Linked DNA regions of Hordeum vulgare: region 2 is linked to region 1. The links are chromatin contacts, called in public Hi-C maps. All regions are on one chromosome and are shown on one strand. Each heading gives the region's core, a stretch centred on a gene start, on an enhancer-like site or on the middle of the called end of the contact. The rest is flanking DNA. Distances are from core to core; before and after follow the strand shown.

Region 1 (4,563 bases), core at 961-3,460:
GTCTCCCCTTGTGTGCTGGATTGCAGGAGTACAACGAGCGGCCCCGTCTCCGACGTCCCTTTTCTCGTCGCGTCACAACACCGACGATGAGAGGCGCCTGTCTCCCCTTGCGTGTTGCATTGCAGCAGTATGCCGAGCGGCTCTCGCCTCCAGCGTCTCCCTTGTGCTGCGTTGGAGCACAGACGACAATCGACATATGCATCCTCTACCATGATGCATTGCACCGAGCGGAGGACATGTGCTACGTCCCCCTTGTGCTACATTGCAGCATCGACGGCGAGCGGCATCGGCACCCCCTTGCGTGTTGCATTCTAGCGAGCGGCGGCCATCTCTGACGCCCCCCTTGTGTTGCATTGCAGCACCGACGATGGACGGTGCTGGCCTCCCCTTGCGTGCTGTGTTGTAGCAGTATGAGCGACGCCGTCTCCAACATCTTGCTTTGTGTCGCATTGCAACCCCGACGATGAGCTGCAGTGCAATCGTGGCAAGGATGCATCGCGTCGCCCCGTCGTTTGGAGCAAAAATAGATGTTGACGCGGGGATGCACCGGGAGGTGGTCGTCGTTGTTCCTCTCGGTTCGCTACAGCGATGGGTGAGTGGTTGCAGTCTTCACAAAAGCCATCTCGTGTCTCAGTGCGACGAACAAAAGAAAGAGATAGGAGGGGAAAGATGAACATGAGAACCTACGAACGAAGAAGCGCGTACGAAGAGATAAGAAGAGGCTAGAGGGGAATAGGGACACGTGTTGACTAGTGGACGCGGTTTACGGAAGGAGAGAATCAGTCGGTTGAATTAAGGCCAACTTCAGCGGGCGACCCTATCTTGTCTGCTCGCGTCCATTTTGGGCAAAAGGGACACACCACGTGGCCCAGCGCGCGGGTGCAAACGGACGTTTGTCCGTTTTCTGTCCGCTTTTGACCCATTTCCGGACCAAACTTGGTCCGATTTTGAGGTGAAAGGGACAGCGCGCGGATGCCGCACAGACGGGCGGGACGCGCGCGCTTGTCCTCCCGTGGCCCGCCCGTTGGTGGCACAAAGCAGCACGACCTTCCCGCCCCATGCCCCATTCCAATTCATTTCCCCCCAAAACCCTCCCACGCCCCGCCCTCCCCTCCGCCCGCCTTGGCCAATCCCCCGCCGAATTCCGATGACCCGACTGTCGTCCCGGCCACCAAGGCGAAGAAGAAGAAGGCGCCCAAGGGTATGAAGGAGACGCGGTCGGAACTCACGTCGGAGGAGATCGCAAAGCTGGACGTGGAATCGGCCAAGAGGCGGAACCGGCGGGCGGAGGCGAAGCGGAAGGACGCCGCGTCCGCGTACGCCATCGAGCATGCTGCGTTGGAGGCCGCACGACAGAAGGCCGATGCTTAAGAGAAGGAGGCCATCGTCAGCAAGGCGCACGCCCTCCTCATGATGAGGTTGTGCCGTTCGATGAGCTTCTCGGTTGCGCCCGTCGGGCCGGCGAGCACATGCTCGTCGGTTGTCCGGCCTTCGCAGTGCCGCTCCACGACGTCGTCGACCACACCATTGTCGCCCGGTTTCCCTCCGCCCACGTGCCAAGCCCATACCCGTTTATCGGGGTCGCCAGAAGTCAGCGTGATCGCGCCGTTCATGCCGCGCCCCCTCGGCCGTCATCGACCTCAACGTCACGCCGGGTCGTGCAGCGGCGGCCGCCCGTCCGTGGAGATGCAAAGAAAGCAAGCCGACCGTGTTGCCGGCCGCTGGCTGTGTTGCCGGCGAGGACGTGTAGGCTGGCCGTGTTGCCGCGTGATCTAAGGCCGCTTGCGTGAACTATGGGCCGTGGCTATTCGAATGCTTGTGTTTGAAAATGAGGCGGAGAGGATACGGCCAAGGATGCGTCCGCGTGTTGGGCGCACGGTCACCGTATCCCAGAAATGACCCAAGCACGACCCCATTACCCGTTCCAAACGGACAGAATTCGGACAAAACGAATGTTTGGATGGGGTCGCGCGCTGAAGTTGGTCTAAACACGTTTGCTTGTGCAAAAGGCGCCGGTTAAAAAAAAGATTTAGATTGATGAACAGAGGAAAGTAGTGTTTCCACCTATCGTCCTCGCAGCGGATCCACCGGCCACCCGACATCGCATTCGAGTCTCGAGCATCAGGTACCCACCGAAAAGATAAAGAAACTAGAGCAACCTCACGTGACACGGAAGCAAAACTAGCGTGACACGCGTTAACATTACTAGCATGGACACGTGAGGCCCACTCGTTTCCCGTGCACTCCACGAGCCCCGTCTGGCGCCACATACCACCGCCTGCTTTCCCCTCCCCCTACCCAAATCCTCACTCCACTCGCCCCGCCCAGCCCAGCCAGATCTTTGGAACCTTCAGCAACCCTAGGGCCCCAGCGAGAGGGCACTGCCTCTGCCGCCGCCATGGCCCCCAACCCCGCCGCAATCGCCCTCCTGGCCGCCCTCGACGGCAATCTCCGCCTCCTCAAGAGTAAGTGCCGTCGTCTTTGCCGCTGTCTCCTCTTCTATCTAGTGTCGGATGAAATGCTTTTTGATACCGGCGTCTCCATTGTCCCGGACACTCTCGTCTAGTAATGCTTATGTAGCGTGGTCGAATCTGATGTTCTCTCCGGTTAGTTTCTGAAAAAAACGGGCGTTAGTTCCTTCGGCTTTGTTCTTCAAGTTAGGCAGTAACCACCTTTTTTTTTTAGACTGCATCTGCATGTATAGATAACTTCCGTATCTAGGTCGATCTGGAGCCTCAGACGGTGCAAATATCTCCTCAATCCACCACGCTCCTCAGAATTTTCATGATTGTGTTATTTGATTTTTGTTGCATCTGCAATTTCTCTATGCTAGAAATGTCCAAGAAGATGGATTTGAGGCAAACAAAGGACCCCAAAGGGCTAAACGCACTCCATTTCGCTGCAAATAAGGGGTCCCTGGAGATTTGTAAGTTCCTGGTGGAGGAAGTGGGGGTCGATATCAACTCCGTGTCAAGCGTAGGTAAAATCTGTGCACCAATAACAGGAGGCTCGACCTTGATTATATCAGTACTTGCTGCTGAAATGCTGCATTCTCCTTGTAGGTGCAACACCGATGTTTTACGCTGCACTGAAGGGAAATGTTCAGGTTGCCAGGTATCTTCTAGATCATGGCAGCGATCCGGCAAAACCTAGTGAGAGGGGCTTAACGCCGCTGCACAATGCAGCAGAGCATGGTGCGTTCCTCATTCTTCATTTCACTTAGTCTCTGAAATAGATGGAAGGCTTACAGGATAGTACTAGCTTACAAATGTTCTTTATACTATGTAGAAGCTCCTTCTCTGCTTAACTTGGCCTTCATTATATATTTGTTGTGCCTCTAGGTCATTGTGAGATTGTAAGACTGTTGCTGTCCAAAGGAGTTGACGTGGATGTTATCAATTACCGAGGGACACCATTGCACATGACTGCTGCAAAGGGTCAGCATCAGGCCATGAAAATTCTGCTGGAGCATGGCGCTGATGTAAGCTGTTGATTTCACACCTAATCGCATTGCATGCACAGTTCTAAATAAAAAATAAAATGCGAAAATTAGTTACCTTTAGCTTGAAGATGATGAAATGGTTCGCTCTGGAGATGCATCAGAATACTTGCTGGGCATAATTTTAATTATTCATTCGCGATTCATTTGCCTTACAGCCCAACAGAGTAGTCAATCATATCTTCTCACCACTAATGATGGCATGCTGTGGGAACTCCTTGGAATGCATGAAGCTACTGATTGAGGTCCGGTAACTTGTCTGCTCAATTTAACGTATTTATGTTTGACTAGTCAATTATGTCGACCTCTAAACAATTGTTTGGAGCAGAATGCAGGTTAAATGTGCAAATCCTATCTCTAAAGCTACCTTCGCATTTTGTATTTTCAATTCAATAGGCTGGTGCTGATGTGAATGGTAATAGTACCTCTGGACCAACTCCTTTAACGGGGGCAGTTGATGATGGCTCAACTGAATTCGTCAAGTTCTTGCTGGAGGCTGGAGCTGACCCTAACATTCCTAACCAGGTAAAATAGCTGCGGCTTTGGTGCTTCTGTTTAGCTATTTTAATGCTTTCATGCTCGCAGTCTTGCCTCCCTTGCAGACCTATGGCTGCATGGGAATCTATTATGCTATTACTAAGGTATCCCGATCAAAAAGTTGTGTTGTATACTCACTATAGACTGACCATGTGTCAAGTATTGTGCCACCAGTGTGTATGATCTGAACCTACCGGTCTGACGATTTTAGCGAGTGCCACGATTACTCTGAGCCTAACAGAATCACAACACTCGATGAAACTTCAGAAGTTCAGAGTGATGTTGCTACATCTTCAAATTTTGTTAGCTTCAAAATTCTAATAGTCTAATACGGCCATCAGGATGAATTGATGAATAACTAGTTTTTATGATATTTTGCCGGCATAACATAGCACAGAGAACTAGGGTGAATTGTGCCTGCCTTGCCTTGCAATTCATGATTTTAATCATCTACCAAATTCCTTTTTCATAATGTTAAATCTTCCATTTTCTATGCTGTATCGTATTACATCTTTTGATTTTTTTTC
Region 2 (4,563 bases), core at 1,169-3,668, 420 kb before region 1:
AGAGGCCAAGTTGTCCATGTCTTTCGATGAGATGGTGGCTATCGATTTGGTGGAGGCGACTTTGATGGTCTCACTACGAACGTGCGAAGACGTCGCGCCTTAGCAATCGCCAAACCAACTCCAAGAGGTTATTGACCGCACCGGAGCACGATCAACCTAACTACGAGGGTTTGTTTCCTACACGCAAACGATGAACAAGCAAGAAACTGGAATTGCAATCTGGGTATTGCGAATATAAGAGGAAAGCTTTATTGATGAAAGTGGGGTTATGTGACATCTTGGTCTGATCAAATAACACAAACGAAGAACGCGAAGTTGCAGCTATGGCAAACTTGTAATCTAAACAAAACTCAAACAAAAAAGCTACTAGGTTGATCTACTTATATAGGAGCAAGGGGTGGCGGTCAAGGAGGTGTGAGGACGTCCCAAGACAGCATAAAACTAACCCTAGGTAGTACAAGGCCTATGGGCCCAAGTGAAGGTGATGCAACACCTTTGGCCTTGTAGTTTGACTCGGATTCTCGTGCAACGTCACATTGTTTCGTCAATATCTCCATGCTCCGAACGAATTTTAAGGTGATTCCAATTGGGCTGGAACGTACATAAAATCTACTTTCCAACACAAAAAAGAAACACTCAATTCGGAGTCCGTATGAAAACGTCATTGACATTTTGAGACAGGTATGTCTCCAAATCTGAGTCCAGAACGTGAGAGACTTGGACTTTATCTTCTCTTGGGCTAAAGGCGACGTGAGAGAACTTCTTAAACAGCACATAATCATTTCCTTTGATGTGAGAGGACTTCTTAAACAACACCTAATCATTTCCTCCTCCTTTATCTCCACACGTGGTTCGTGCAAGCGTTCAACAATTCTGCATTTTTGTTCTGGATAACATAAAAAAATTATTCATGGAAGAAAAATAGGTGAAGTATTTTTGTTCTGGATAACATTAAAAAAATATTGCATAATTATTATAAGAAATCACCTCACAAATATGCAAATATGAAATATTTTTGGTCGTATCCAAGGTAGCCATGTCCTCATTAACTGTCCTACCGCTTGGCAAGGGTAGTATAAGGGTCATATCAAGATTTGCACTGTCATACTTAGGTCGTGGCCTCACAAGATCTCTGGATCTGACACTCTTTTTTTGGCATGGCCGGATCACATAATGATATCAACGTGCTTCAACGCTCGCTGGTGTTTGCAAGGCTTGCGGAAGGCAAGAGCCTACCAGTGAATGTTACCATCAACGGCCACAACTACGACAAAGGATACTACCTGGGTGACGGTATCTATCCTAAGTGAACCACTATTCTGAAGACAATCTTCGACCCTGTCGAAGAGAAGAGTAAAAGATTTCCCCAAGAGCAAGAGAGTGCTAGGAAGGACGTCGAGCGTGCATTTGGTGTTTTACAATCTCGACGGGGCATCATTTTGTACCCTGCTAGGACTTGAAGCACCAAGAAGCTGTGGGAGATGATGACAGCTTGTGTGATTATGCACAATATGGTCGTAGAAGATGAACGTATGAAATATATTTATGATCAAGGGTTTTAGTTTCACGGTGAGAATGTTGTGCCTCAGCATGAAGGGGCGGGAATGTTTGAACAGTTCGTCTAATTTCATCATAAAATGCGTAATTGAAAAACTCACATGAAGCTGCAAAATGATTTAGTTGAGCATATGTGAGCTCATGTTGGCAACCAATAGATGTATCTTTTTTCATATGTATTTGAAATAATTTAATTTTTATTCGATTTGTAAAACTATACTTGTTTATTTGAAAATTATGTTTTATTTGGTTATGAAACTACGGTGTTTTTTTATATATCTTCTTTTATATGTCTTCTTGTCAAATAATACAAAACATATGCATATTTGTTAAAGAAAGCATGGTCAGACGGCCACGCCGATAAATATGGGTTACGGATGTTAGACGCATTGTCAATCCAAATCTTAAACAAGATGGACGTCAAACGAACGCGGTCGACCCAAACAAATAAAAAACAGATTAAAACGTAGTTCGATTGGATCGACGCGTTGAAGTTGCTTTATCTGATTAAAAGAACTCGCAAGAAACTAAGAATATCTTTTTTTCTATTTTTGAGAAGGAAAAGAAAAAGAAAAGCCCAAGCACCGGAGATTCGTTCTGCGTCACACGCGTATTTCCTCGCCTGCGATTCGATGCGCCGCAGCACGCGATAAGCCTACGGACTACGGCTCATCTAGGCCGTCCGTTCGTTTCCATTTCAAACCCTCTCGCCCACCCAACGGTCGTCTCGCAGCATCTCTCACCCACGGACCCACCATTACTTCTCTCGCAGGCCTGTGGGCCAGCAAAACGGTGGACCCACGGGTCAGCGAGACGCTCCCGCTACATAAATCCGCACCGGGAACCGTCTCCTTTCAGCCACACGCGAACCCTAGGATAGACATGGCCAAGAAAAAGTCCTCCTCCGCCGCCGCCGCCGCCGCCAACGGCAGCGGCAACGGCAACGGCAACCACGCCACCGCCGCCGCCAACGGCAATGGCGACGGCAATCACGCCGCCCCCGCCAACGGCAACGGCAATCACGCCGCCCCCGCCAACGGCAACGGCAACCACGCTGCCCCGGTGCTGGCGCCGGGGATGGAGGAGAAGCGCGACTCATCGCCGGAGCGGGACCGGAAGTCGCAGCAGCTCAAGACGCTCAACTCCATGCTCCTCAAGGAGGCGGTCGAGCGGCGCGGCCAGGTGGCCGCGCTCACGGCGCGCCTCGAGGAGATCTCTGCCGATGGCGACGCGCTCGACGCCGCGGAGCGCGCCGTCGCACAAGCCGCCCTCGCCGCGCCCCTCCGCGCCGCAGCCGACGAGGCATCTGCTCTCCGCGCACGCCTCGCCGCTGTCCAGGATTCGCTCCGGCTCGCGGAATCGAGGGCCGCGCTCGAGACGGGGGCCAAGGACGATGCCAACACGCGCCTTGAGGCGGCCGCTGGGGAGAAGGCACGGTTCCTGAAACTTCTCCAGGCCAAGGAGGCGGAGGTGGCGTCCATATCCAACAAGGTCGCGAGCCTGTCGGCCATGATGACGGAGTTGGAGGGCAACAATTCCGAGCTGTTGAGTCAGAATGGCGAACTCGTGAAGCAATTGGAGGAGACAAAGGAGGCGGTTCGGGTGGTCTCCTGCCAGAAGGCAGAGGTGGAGAGAAGCTTCCAGGAATTCAAGAAAGAATCTGAGGCGTTCCGGGTGGAAATGGAGGGGGAGTTGAAGGCGAGGGTGGAGGAACTGAAGGTGCTGGGATCCAAGAAGGAGGAGATGGATGCAAGGCTGGCGTCTTTGGAAACAGAGCTCGCATTGTCTGTGACTAGGACACGGGGATTAGAGGCTGAAGTGATGGCAAAGAAGAGGGAGCTTGATTTGTTGAAGGGCAGAAGTGATGAGCTCCAATCAGAGGTTGCTGAAGCAGAGAAGAAGCACAGCATGTCTGCAGCAGAGGTTGACAGGCTCAGGATGGAATTGGGTGTGTTGGTGAAGGCAAAGGAGGTTGCTTCCAAGGCATTCGATGCTGAGAAGACTGAAATCGTGAAGGAATTGGAGGCCCTCAAGAGGAAGGTGGAGGAAATCCAGGCTGACAAGGAGGCAGCTGAGGGGGTGACACGTGAGAAGGATGCTCAGACCGTTAAGCTGAGGGCTGAGTTGGAGGAGCTCCATGTTTCCATGTCACAGCTACAAACATCATGTGATGAACTTGATACCAAGCATTCACGCCTGCAGAGCGAGAAGAATTCAGTTCAGAAAGCACTGGATGCTGAGAAGGCTGAAGCAGGGAAGCTGATGTCGAAAATCAAGGCACTGGAGAACTGCAATGGTAAAATGGACAGTGAGATTGGAGAGTTGAGGATGGCATTGAAGGAAAAGAATGGAAAGATTGAAGACCTTACCAAGGAGGCTGAGGTGCTGCAGCTCGCAGTGGCTGAAGCGCAGAAGAAGAACAAGGGTGGTATCTGGGCGTGGGTGTATGCCGCCGCCACCACCACCGTGGTGGCCGCGATCTCCCTTATCTATGCTACCAGGGGCCAGTGAAGGAGTGCACTTTTCTTTTTTCCTTTTTCTATGTTGATCCTCTGTTTGCATGCTAGTATGCCACTCGGAATGGTCAGGTTGTTATCTAGCTGCATCACATATGATGAATCGGCTGGTACTATGCAATGAAGTCAAATTTTTGCTTGCATTCTGGTAATATGTTTGTTCTTGTTGCTGGTAATATGAACAAGGGTGGTATCTGGGCGTGGGTGTATGCCGCCACCACCACCGTGGTGGCCGCGATCTCCTTTATCTATGCTACCAGGGGCCAGTGAAGGAGTGCACTTTTCTTTTTTCCTTTTTCTATGTTGATCCTCTGTTTGCATGCTAGTATGCCACTCGGAATGGTCAGGTTGTTATCTAGCTGCATCACATATGATGAATCGGCTGGTACTATGCAATGAAGTCAAATTTTTGCTTGCATTCTGGTAATATGTTTGTTCTTGTTGCTGTTGATGTTCATGTGTTTTGTCTGTGAAGTTCTGTGCCATGATG

What was found. Hi-C and Micro-C count contacts between places; a contact is called where the count stands out from the background.
Region 2: a Hi-C map of seedling shows a contact between it and region 1, with 4 times the contacts expected there. The contact joins the promoter of LOC123452035 here to the promoter of LOC123395435 in region 1. A contact is called at or near these places in 1 of 6 Hi-C or Micro-C datasets (seedling) and 1 of 1 datasets of contacts at active chromatin or transcription factors (embryo).

Annotation. Positions count from the first base shown.
Region 1 is chr5H:134,326,382-134,330,944 of MorexV3_pseudomolecules_assembly, reverse strand. LOC123395435 (poly [ADP-ribose] polymerase tankyrase-2-like) reads left to right here and starts at 2,210. Exons shown (of 11, transcript XM_045090436.1): 1 at 2,210-2,465; 2 at 2,834-2,980; 3 at 3,063-3,194; 4 at 3,342-3,481; 5 at 3,658-3,744; 6 at 3,896-4,024. The coding sequence starts at 2,399.
Region 2 is chr5H:134,741,791-134,746,353 of MorexV3_pseudomolecules_assembly, reverse strand. LOC123452035 (myosin-3-like) reads left to right here and starts at 2,418. Exons shown (of 2, transcript XM_045128611.1): 1 at 2,418-3,989; 2 at 4,268-4,491. The coding sequence starts at 2,440. The coding sequence ends at 4,343.